Linked DNA regions of Mus musculus: regions 1, 2 and 4 are each linked to region 3. Evidence: chromatin contacts called from public promoter capture Hi-C data. All regions are on one chromosome and are shown on one strand. Each heading gives the region's core, a stretch centred on a gene start, on an enhancer-like site or on the middle of the called end of the contact. The rest is flanking DNA. Distances are from core to core; before and after follow the strand shown.

Region 1 (2,700 bases), core at 60-2,559, 2.0 Mb before region 3:
ACAAGTTTCTTTTTCCCTTCTTTCTTTTCTTGTCCCCGCCTCCCCAAGACAGGATTTCTCTGGGTAGCCTTGGCTGTTCTGTAGACCAGGCTGGCCCCGAACTCAGAAATCCACCTGCCTCTGACTCCTGAGTGCACCACCACCAACTGGCTCCTTTTTCTTCTCTATTTTTTCTTTCTCTCTTTTCTTTTCTTTCTTTAAAGAACCTTGATTATTCTAAAACTGTAAGTGGGTCTCAAAATCTGTATGACACGCAGTGTATATGGCAAGAATGTAACCATTTTCACTGGTAGCTATGTGAGCTCAAGTTCTTCTCTGCGGCGTACTTTCTGCACATGCGAAGGGAGCCTAACAAGCTACTTTGGTAGAATCTTTGAGATTACCTATCTACAATTCTCCCTACCGTGCCCAGAGACGGCAACTTAACAAAAGTTGGCAACTGTAATCAGTAAAACTGGGTAGGGCCCCAAGAGGACACTAAGCACGGGAGTGTACGACCGAATGGGGCTCCTTTCTGTGTCCTCAATCTACCGATTAACTCCAGGTCTACGCTCCAACGTCCAAGCCACTCCCGGGGATCAGGCACAAACGCTTTGGGCTTTCTCAAGCCCCCTTTCTATGTCTTCCATGATTCACCCTCCACCTTCCAAGTTGCTCTAGAGGGTGAAGCACCGAGCAAACGCCCCAGGCTTCTTCGATCCCTGGTTCTCGACCTCCGTAAGAGGTACCCCCAGGCTCCCCTCTACTCTCTGGGGCCGGAGGGAACAGGACTTGGGGTATCAGCGGGGCCAAACGCCCTCCAGGTCAGGCCGGGCCGGGCGCCCTCTCCTCCCCCTCCCTCCCTCCCTCCCAGCCGCCCCTCCCCCATGCCGGGCCGCTCGTCCGCCTCACCCGGGCCCTGCGCCCTCCCTCCCAGCCCCTTCCCACGGTCCCCAGCCCCACCCTCCCACCCGGCGCTGGGAGGTTCCAGAAGCCCTGCGGCCCTCCCGGTTCCCCCGACCTCCTCCTTGAGTCGCCACGCGCGCCTCACTCCGGCGGACATACCCCGCTTGCCGAGGCCGTCCACCTCAGCTGACCCGGCCGCTGCGGGCTCACTCGGTGTCGCAGAGGAGGCTTCCAAACCCCGTCCGCTCCGCCGCCGTCCGCCGAGCCTCGCCGAGCTGCAGGCTGCGCAGAGCTGGCCAATCGCACGCACCCGACGAGCCTAGCGACAGCCACGGTCCCGTACGTGGCAGGTGGGAAGCGCAGGGGCGGGAGCGAAGGGGAGAAAAAAAAAAACTGCCCTGGCGCCCCGCCTCCAGGCGCACAAGCCAGTCAGGACGCATGCGCAGTGGGTGAGGGGCGGGGCGGGCGAAGACCCCGCTGCGTCGGGTGAGCGGCCCGGCTTCCTCACTGGATGACCGAGTGTAGGAAGTGCGAGCCGAGGCGGACACGCATGCGCAGGGAATTACCAGCACTTCCGGTTTTCCGGGCAGCCAGTCTTTCCTAAGTCTGGCTGCTGGGTGGGCGGGGCGTAGTCTGCAGGGCTGGGTTTGCTACGAGAGCCTGGGGGAAGTGGGGCATCTGTCCAGAAAGGTTTGGGTCTTGTTGCTTTGTGGCTGTCGTGACTACGCGCTAGTCTGTCACATCTCGGAAAAAACGAACCCCTTTTCCGCCTTCTTTCTACACGTTCATTCATTCATTCATTCAGGATTGAGTGCCTACGCTTTGCCGAAAGAGTGCTAGGATGAGTCAGTTCCCCAGCTAAGCTCTACCCAAACATTTAGGAAGATCCGAGTTTAGAGGGCACACCCACCGGTGCAAAAGACAAACTTGGATAGTAAAAACCGAGGCTTCAAGAAGGCTTTTATAGGATAGAGATTTGACCATACCCTACACTCGCCTAAATTCAGTTTTCTTTTTGCTTTGGATGTGTTTAAATGGATGGAACTTGAGAATTATCATCCTGAGTGAGGTGACTCAGTCACAAAGGAGCAAACACGGCTTGGACTCACCCTTGAAAAGACTGCTTACACATTGGTCCCTGACTAGTGTCTGAGCAACTAGAATTCAACAATGCTTCCACTGTTCTTTATTAAGAGCCATCCCTTGTGTCTAAAGTGTTTGAATAAATGTATTTTACGCTGAACACATTTCAATCTGCTTGCAATCTGGGTGCCAGGAATCTTAGTACACAGCAACCAGTGGGTCCCGTAATCTCCTTTAACAAGAAGAAGAAGAAAAATAAATAAATAAAGCAAAGTGGAGTGGTATAATCTAACACTACAATCTAAGTCTTACAAGTAACTTCTGGCAGACTATTCACATGGTTTAGGGACTTGTTGCTGGAAGAAATTAAGTGTGTCCAGGAAGAAAGCTTAGATGTGTGCTCTGGTCTCATACAGACTTCTTTCTTTATAATTTGTTCTTTTGCTATGTTCCTTTATGTTCTTTTCTATAATACCGTATGTCCTAGACATGGATACAGTTCCCTATAGTATCTGTGCAAAAACCATACAATGCCTATAGATGTAATTTGAGCATACTTTTTATTAAAAAAATCTACATCTAGAAACACAGAGATCTCATTACCAGAATAATCTGGAAAGAAGAGGTTGTAGATTTTGTAGCAGTGCTCAGAAAGGACTTTAGTACTGTTGCTTGTCTGCTTTCAGGACAATATATTCATTCACTACTTAACTGGGGTACTATTTTGTTAAT
Region 2 (2,700 bases), core at 111-2,610, 1.8 Mb before region 3:
AAACTGTTCTACCTTTGTGGACAAAAACATGCTCTAAAAGTAATCATTTCTGCTCTAAATTCCCAAATGGTGCTTTAAGAGCCAGAAGCTAAAGATCTACTTGAGTCAAATCTTCCCCAAACAGTAACCAGCATGCAACAGAACTCTGAACTTCGGAACATTACTCAGGCAGAGGGAACCATAGATGTTTCAGAAGGAATGGGCCTTGAGCCACCAGCAGGTCAGCATTTTCCACCACCTCATTGCTAAATCATGACGTATAAAGTAGAACTATCTGTAAGCGCGCACGTATAATAAACACCGTGGATATTATTTTTGATGGAACAACAGGTTAAGTATGTAATTATAGGATTGCAGACACACAGAGAGGTCTATCACTTATTTAATTATTTTGTTAGTAACCTAAGAGGAATTTAGATCTCCCTCTTTGAGATATGATATTGGCACTTTCAACTACAAACTTAAGTGAAGGATCCAGTAAGTCCTTTATAAGATTCAAGTTTTAAATAATTTGTCAAACGTTGTGTTAATTCTAAATACACCAGAGAGTTTTCTCAGTCATCCATCAAAATAGTGGAGGACAGGAGGGGGAGGAGGAAGAAGAAGAGCAAGAGAATGAAGAAGAGTTAGAAGAAGGAAGAGAAGGAGAAGAAGAGGAAGAAGAGAAGGAGGAGGAAGAAGGAGAAGGAGAAGGGAGGAAAAGAAAGGAGAAGAAGTCGAGAAGAATAACTTTAGGATGAAGAAAGGTTTACAACAAAACACCAGTCAAAATTTTGTTCCCAAGAAATCTTATATGAGCACCAACTCTCCAACCCTCATCAATTTTAAAATGCAAACCAAACATTTCCCCAAAAACAGAAAAGAAAGAAGCCCGATATCCTTACAGTCTTTCCCAGCATGAGATGTTTTTCTCCCCTTAACAAACAGAAGTCTGGCAAGAAGAGCAAAGGCACAGGCTAGAGAGCTCAGCAGGACAAGGAGGAAGATGTCCCCAAGTCTCCACAACTTACCCAACTTGTCCTGTTTGCGCACACCTTACTCTCCCCACTTTGTCAGTTAGGATCAGAAGGCAGCTGAGCTTTGGTTGCTGTTTCTGTTCTTTTGATCTCAAAGCCCCATGAAAACTAAACTGTGTTGAATGTGATGTGGCCTCGCCTCACATGGGGGGTGGGGGGGAGGGAGAGAAAAAGATTCAAGCGTGGGTTGCTTATTGCTTCTTGGGGAAAAAAAAATTAAGTAGTAAGTGGCTAGCAGGAGGCTACGTGGGGGACGTGCCTTGCGGGTGGCAGGCCTGGAAGAGGCCCACAAACTTTCTCAGCACAGCTGTCCAGATGTGCTTCATCTGGTTTCCCCGGCGGGGCACTGACTGGGGTTGCAGTTGGAGGCAAAGCCTCCTCTCTGATTGCCGATTGGTGGAGCAGCCCGCCACTCCTGCGGGCTCAATCTGCCTCCACCCACTGGGCCACTCGCATCCTAGAAAGGAACTTAGCTGGGCGCGCTGTGCAGTCGCTGATGTGGCACTGCGTGGCAGTGGGGTCTGGGGTGGGGTAGTTGGAAGGGTCGCTAGAACTCAGAGCTTGCCCCTGCCCTTGGTCCGTGAGGGCAGGCCTTCTAAGGGACTAGTTTGTTTAAGCAGGGGGGTCGTTATCGTTTGGGACAAGAATCAGGATGAGTAGCTTAAGGGGGCAGGCATTTCCAAATAGAAGGGGTTGGAGAAGTACCGTACCCACGCCTTCAAATGGGCGGTCCAGTCCCGCCTCAAAGATTTTCTATCCACACCTTCTCTGGCAAAAGAAAAGTGGGTGTCCGAGAGCGCTATTTTGGGATAAAGGTTCAGGAATAATGAACCTTTTAGTAAGACGTGAGCTATTCAGAAATGTGGTCGTTTCTGTGAAGAAGCCCTGGGTGAGTGCAAAAAAAAAAAAAAAAAAAAAAAAAAGCTTAAAAGAAAAGGGCGGTGGGGAGGAAATGCTTGAGGATCTTTTACAGCTGAAAGGAGTAATGGTTGGGAAGACATCGCGAACTCTCATTTTGATGTCTGAGGACTGTAGAATTGCACCAAACATGTTTGATTGTGTATGAAGTCATTCGTGTCCTGTGGTGAGCTTTCAGAATCATCTGTGCTCAGTGGTGCACATTCTGTCATGGGAAGCTGCTTCACAATGGGCTGGTCATCAAGGAAGGATTAGCTAGCTTTTCATACATTACCGTCAACAGACATCATGTTTGTTGACTACTAGGACAGGCTCCTCACAAAAGAAAAAAAGATTGCTTCCGTTTGCAGGAATGTAGATTCAAGTTTCTCATGGCTATACATAATTGGCCCCCTTGGACATCTACAGAAGCCAGAAGGAAGAGACTCTGGAAGGCTGACAGAAGGTAGACCCACTAGAAATCCCAGCATTCAGGGAACCACATTATGGTGAGGCCATAGGCTTGGCTTCTAATCCACTGACGCTGAAGATGTCAGTCTGCACCTAGAATGTCCACAGAGGACATGTATTAAAGCCTGAGAAAGTGGAACCATTAACGTCAAGACATGATAGGAAGAAGTTAGACCACTGTGAAGCGTTATCTTTCTTTCTTTCTTTTTTTTTTCTTTTTAAAAATATTTTAACTTATTCACTTTACATCCGGCTTACTGCCCCCCACTCCCAGTCATCTCCTCTCACAATCCTTCCCCCATCCTTGCTCCCCTTC
Region 3 (2,700 bases), core at 37-2,536:
GAGACAGGGTCTTACTATGTCGCCCTGGCCATCCTGAAAGTCTTTAAGTAGACAAGGGTGGCCTCAAATTCATATAGGTCTACCTGACTCTGCATTCTGAGTGCTGGGATTAAATATGTGTGCCACTATGCCCTTCTAGGAAGATGGTGGCTTTTATTTTTTTCTCATACAAATCCGTTTGTTTGTTTGTTTGTTTTTAAGGATTCCAGTAAGCACTGTACATTAAGATTAAGGTGGAATCAGAGAACAGGAGAGAGAGACATCCAAACAGGCTGGAAGCTAGTACACAATTTGTTCAGGGTAAGTACACAATTAGTTATTTGTCTGGGCAAGTCTCCTGAATTTCCCATTTGGCTTATTCTTGGCTAGCTTCACATTAGCAGAGCAGGATCATAAAGGAGAAGTTTCTTACAGAAAATTAGAGAGATTCCTTTTCGTTAAAGAGCTTCATTTATCACCAGGAGGCCCAGCCAGACCCAGGCAACCTTCCAAAAGATAATTCTTATCTTTCCTTCTCTTCCAAGTCGGCCTCCAGCCAGGGCACACTACAGCTAAAAGTTAAGGGTTTCTCTCCTCTGCAAGCTTTGTCACTTCTCGTGAATTCATTTGCCTGCCACATCTGCCAGGCCTGAGCACGCATGCTGCTCCAGGTAGTTTGTGGTTGCATTTGTGTAAGAAGCAGGGGAGTGAACATATCGGTCAGAACCATACCCACTGAGCTCCAATTCCTGCTACAGCCAGAATGGAAGCTTGTGAAAGAATAACCAGTGGCCTCGATTATTATTTGTTAGTAGAAATTAGAATCATCAAGGATAGTTAAAGGGCAAATGAGCCCTTCTGATACTATAAAATAATGCTGGCAATGATATATGCTTGGAACAAAACTATTAAATGTGTGAGCTTCTGTCCTCATATTTTCAACGGGTAGGGCTATGGGGAAGAACAGAGATCCAGGATAGTAAACCGGAGTGCGAATATTTTCTCTGGATCTACTCAGGAGCCCACTACCCTGAACTCTTTGGGTAAGCCAAGCACAGGGACAAGGGTGCATCCTCCAGACCCACAGCCAGGACGAAGACAAGGGGTGTGTCTCCGAGTTGTTATTTCTGCCCGTTTGTCGTCAGCCTTCTAACCCCACTTTTGCTCACTGTGGGTGAGCGAGCAGGGCAATCCAAGGTGTACGTGACTAAAGCGCCTATCTTATCAGTCCAAGCACCTCCACAGTCCTCTGGCAGCACAGGAGGCCCGCGTGCGAGCAGCAGGACCCACCTCTGTGCGCAGGGTGCAGTCTTATCTGCTCTTTCCGGGAGCGGTCAGGCGAGTGCAGGAGGCGATAGGACGGGACTACAGTTCCCAGCAGCCTCCTCGGCTCCCGCCAGCAGCCTGCGACCTACACTCGCAGCAGCTCTTCCGAACTCCACGTAGCAGTGCTGGGGAGTCTGGGTCTCAGGACCCTGGGAGCTCCGGTGGGTCTGCAGGATCGGATTTGCCCAGTCCCGGCGGGAGATGGCCTTGCGGCTGGGCCGCCTGGGTTCGGACCCCTGGTGGCGAGCGGTGCTGGGCGACTATGCTCAGCTGCGCGCCGCGTCCCCGCGCTGCGCGTCCGCCCGCGTCTGCCAGCTGCCTGGCACGGCTGGTCCCCAGCCTCGCCGCGGGCTGGGCTACGGCCCCTGGGCTAGAGGCGGGTCCGGGCTGGGGACCCGGCTGGCCGCGACGCTGGCGGGGTTGGCAGGGCTGGCAGCCGCCGCCTTTGGGCACGTGCAGCGGGCGGAGATGGTGCCCAAGAGCTCGGGGGCGCGGAGCCCCTCACCTGGACGGCGGGAGGAGGACGGGGACGAGCTGGCCCGCCGCTGCAGCACCTTCATGTCCTCGCCGGTGACCGAGCTGCGGGAGCTGCGGAGGAGGCCGGAGGACATGAAGACCAAGATGGAGCTGATGATTATGGAGACCCAGGCTCAGGTGTGTCGGGCACTGGCGCAGGTAGATGGCGTTGCCGACTTCACTGTGGACCGGTGGGAGAGGAAAGAAGGTGAGGAGAGAGCTCCTGTTTCTTGGTTGGGCACCAGTTGCAGTTTAGGATTGGGGATTTAAAGTAGAACAGTTTTTACAGGGGGGTGGGGGTGGGGGGTGATCTGTCAGAAGGGACAGACTTGAATGACTGACATTGAGAGAGCCATTCGCTTTCTACTTGCAGATGTGGACCCAGAGGTGCCAACAATGTAGGACAAGTCACTTGAAAATATTGGCAATTCATAGTTGCACTTTTTTTTCTATAGGTTTGTTAAAGAACATCTGCAGGCAGCAAAGTGAAGCTTTCATGTTCAGTTTGTTACTGAACACGTCTCCCCCCCCCCCCCCCCCCAACACACACATTTTTTATTTATCCATCTGGGTGCATTTGTCCCTGCCCTATTAGAGGCAGAAGAAACACTGATCCTTTATGTCTGCTAGATTCCCTATGTCAAGAGTCTCCCTACTGTTTTTTGGCGGGTTATATAAGGAATATTTGATTAGTCTTCCAGTAGTTCTTACTAAATTGCATCATCAAATTTCTTGAAGGATTCCTTAGAATGCCATTCATGTTGAGTCATGTATTGGTGGCCATGTTGTTCCAAACAGAGTAGTCCTTCCCTGTTCTCCCCTCCCGCCTTAATTTTAAACTTGAGGATTTCTGACTTTTTCCAAGCTGGAAATACAACA
Region 4 (2,700 bases), core at 128-2,627, 1.4 Mb before region 3:
TTCAACAGCTTTCTTTTTTTTTTCTTTTCTTCTTTTTTTTTAAAAATATTTATTTATTTATTATATGTAAGTACACTGCATCTGTCTTCAGACACACCAGAAGAGGGAGTCAGATCTTGTTATGGATGGTTGTGAGCCACCATGTGGTTGCTGGGTTTTGAACTTGGGACCTTTAAGAAGGTCAGTCAGTGCTCTTAACCACTGAGCCATCTCTCCAGCCCAACAGCTTTCTTTTTTGTTTTGTTTGCTTTCTTTTTTCTTACACAAGAAAGACCCAGGCAGAACACGTAGATCACAACATCTCGTTTTGCAGCTGGAGAGATAGCTTTGTGTTTAAGAGCACTGGTTGCTTTTCCTGAGGACTCAGGTTTGATTTCCAGCACCCATAGGGTGGTTCACAGCTGTCTATAATTCCAGTCCCTGGGGATCCGATGCCCTCTTCTGGCCTTCTTGGCCATTACATGCACACGGTGCACAGACATTTACTCAGGCAAAATATTCATACTCATAACATAAAATTAAAAATCTTGAAAGAAAAAGTCTTTCTTAAGCTCTCTTTGATCTACTTGTTGTAGGTTAGTGAAGTATTATCAGATACTCAGCCTTGCCGTACAGCATTGGCTCTGTTCTGAGGGTTTTCTGTGATGGCTATAAACAATCTATAATTATTCATTTAAAAATGCCAGAGGATACAGACTAAGACTTTTATAAAGTAGGCAGAGAAGCCATAGTGTGTGTGTGTGTGTGAGAGAGAGAGAGAGAGAGAGAGAGAGAGAGAGGAGGCAATGACAAATGTAGCGGGATTTAAAAGAATATCAAGAGAATGCAAATGCATACAGTAGATTTCCAATTCAGTATCAACCTTTATACTTGCAAAACAAGCAAAACAAAAGCGAATTACTCCTGGAAGAGTTCAGATGCAAATTTGAATCTGACCTGCAAGTGCTGACAGCCAGGCTGCTGCTGCCCACTGTGTGAGATGTCAGGGAACACTTGCAGTCAACATCTATAAACTGTTGTTAAATGAGCCTGGCTAAGGGCTTGGGCAGCAATAGACCCAAGATTAGATTATGTGTGCAAAACTGTCTCACAAGGCATCAGGCACGTTTGTGACACAAGTCCCTGGTCCCATGTTGGAACAGCTAATGCTCCGTAAGAGAGTTATCTATAGAACGAACCATTAAGAACAGCATTTCTTAGCCTTCTTATAAGACAAGGTGGCAAACTACAGAGTTTCACAGGCAGTGTATTAGTCCTGGCTCTCCAAGAAATAAAATCTCTAGATACATAAATATATATTATATAAGGAATGGTCTCACACAAGTATAGAGGTGAAGTCCCAATCTGCAGAGTCCAGCCAGTGTCCCAGTAGAGTTCTGAAGACCAAGAGACTGGTATAACCTTAGGAAGAGCCAGTTTTTCCGTTAGAATTCTGTTACTGGGAGAAAGGGAGGGGACAGCCTATCTGTTCAGGTCTTTAAAGGAAGGGATGAACCGCACTCACATTATGAAGGGCAATCTGCTTTAATTAAGTCCATTGATTTAAATGTTACTCTCATCATAGACAACCACACAGAGTTGTGCCTCACCAACTCTCTGGCACCATGTGGTTCAGCCAAGTAGACAATTAAAATCTCACCATATGGTGCCTGGAGAGATGGCTCAGGAGTTAAGAGCACTGACTGCTCTTCCAGAGGTCCTGAGTTCAATTCCCAGCAACCACATGGTAGCTCACAATCATATTATGTATTGGGATCTGATGCCCTTTTCTGGTGTATCTGATGATAATGATGGTGTACTAATACAAAAAAATAAATAAAATCTAAAAAAAAAATCTCATCATATGCAGTAAGTGCAAACTTTTCAGAGGCAGTATTCTTAAGAGAGATAAACCAGAAACACATTTTATATCTACCTATTATATTCACTTTTTAAAAATTTTTGATTTTTTTAATTATTTTTTTACATTATATATTTTGATCACACTCTTTCCCCCCAACTCCTCCCTAACACCCTAACCATACAACCTCATATTCTCTCAAAAAACAAAAATCTAATACTGACAAAAAAAATATCAAAATGAAACAAAAAGCCCACAGAAACAATAACAACAAAACAAATTCCCCCAATTGCTAGCAGGGTGTTATTAGGAGTGACTTTATTGCTATGTTCCTTTAGAGTAATAGCAATAGGTTTTCCCCTAGGGCCCATGGCCTACCTAGTCTCAGATTCTTGGTGACTTTAGCAGTTTCAAGTATGGGTTCTATCTCATGGAGTGAACCTCAAACCTGATTTTATGCAATACAACTTATGCTTGAAAATACACTTCATGCTGGCGAAATGGCTCAGCGGGTAAGAGCACTGACTACTCTTCTGAAGGTCCCGACTTCATATCCCAGCAACCACATGGTGGCTCACAACTACCTGTAATGAGATCTGACACCCTCTTCTGGTGTGTCTGAAGACAGCTACAGTGTACTTACATATAATAAATAAATCTTAAAAAAAAAAAGAAAATACACTTCATACGCTTTGTTTCTTAATAAACAAGGTTCCTTAACAACAACAACATTGATAGTTGGCTCTCTATTGGGTAGCACAGAATATTTAGCTGCATCCCTGGCTTCTACCCACTAAGTGTCCCACGGGATCCACTGGATGCTAACAGTAGCCTTCTACCTCAGTGTGTAGCTAAACATA

What was found. Promoter capture Hi-C pulls out the DNA fragments that hold promoters and counts their contacts.
Region 1: a promoter capture Hi-C map of liver shows a contact between it and region 3, with 3 times the contacts expected there. The contact joins the promoter of Tfg here to the promoter of Cpox in region 3. A contact is called at or near these places in 8 of 39 promoter capture datasets (the 3T3-L1 cell line, fetal liver, hematopoietic stem and progenitor cells and 3 more), 2 of 484 Hi-C or Micro-C datasets (B cells and pre-B cells), 2 of 115 datasets of contacts at active chromatin or transcription factors (fetal liver and microglia) and 2 of 9 other capture datasets (adipose tissue and liver).
Region 2: a promoter capture Hi-C map of hippocampal neurons shows a contact between it and region 3, with 2.8 times the contacts expected there. The contact joins the promoter of Tmem45a here to the promoter of Cpox in region 3. A contact is called at or near these places in 2 of 39 promoter capture datasets (the 3T3-L1 cell line and hippocampal neurons).
Region 4: a contact with region 3 is called in a promoter capture Hi-C map of hippocampal neurons, with 6 times the contacts expected there. The contact joins the promoter of Tmem30c here to the promoter of Cpox in region 3. A contact is called at or near these places in 2 of 39 promoter capture datasets (embryonic stem cells and hippocampal neurons) and 1 of 9 other capture datasets (adipose tissue).

The regions. Positions count from the first base shown.
Region 1 is chr16:56,716,141-56,718,840 of GRCm38.p6, forward strand. It overlaps Tfg (Trk-fused gene), which reads right to left and starts at 1,310. Exons shown (of 8, transcript NM_019678.3): 1 at 1,045-1,310.
Region 2 is chr16:56,884,803-56,887,502 of GRCm38.p6, forward strand. It overlaps Tmem45a (transmembrane protein 45a), which reads right to left and starts at 1,361. Exons shown (of 6, transcript NM_019631.3): 1 at 1,011-1,361.
Region 3 is chr16:58,668,922-58,671,621 of GRCm38.p6, forward strand. Cpox (coproporphyrinogen oxidase) reads left to right here and starts at 1,287. Exons shown (of 7, transcript NM_007757.2): 1 at 1,287-2,029. The coding sequence starts at 1,507.
Region 4 is chr16:57,291,474-57,294,173 of GRCm38.p6, forward strand. It overlaps Tmem30c (transmembrane protein 30C), which reads right to left and starts at 1,378. Exons shown (of 8, transcript NM_027651.1): 1 at 1,322-1,378. The region is part of intron 3 of Gm26800 (a long non-coding RNA gene); the gene reads left to right.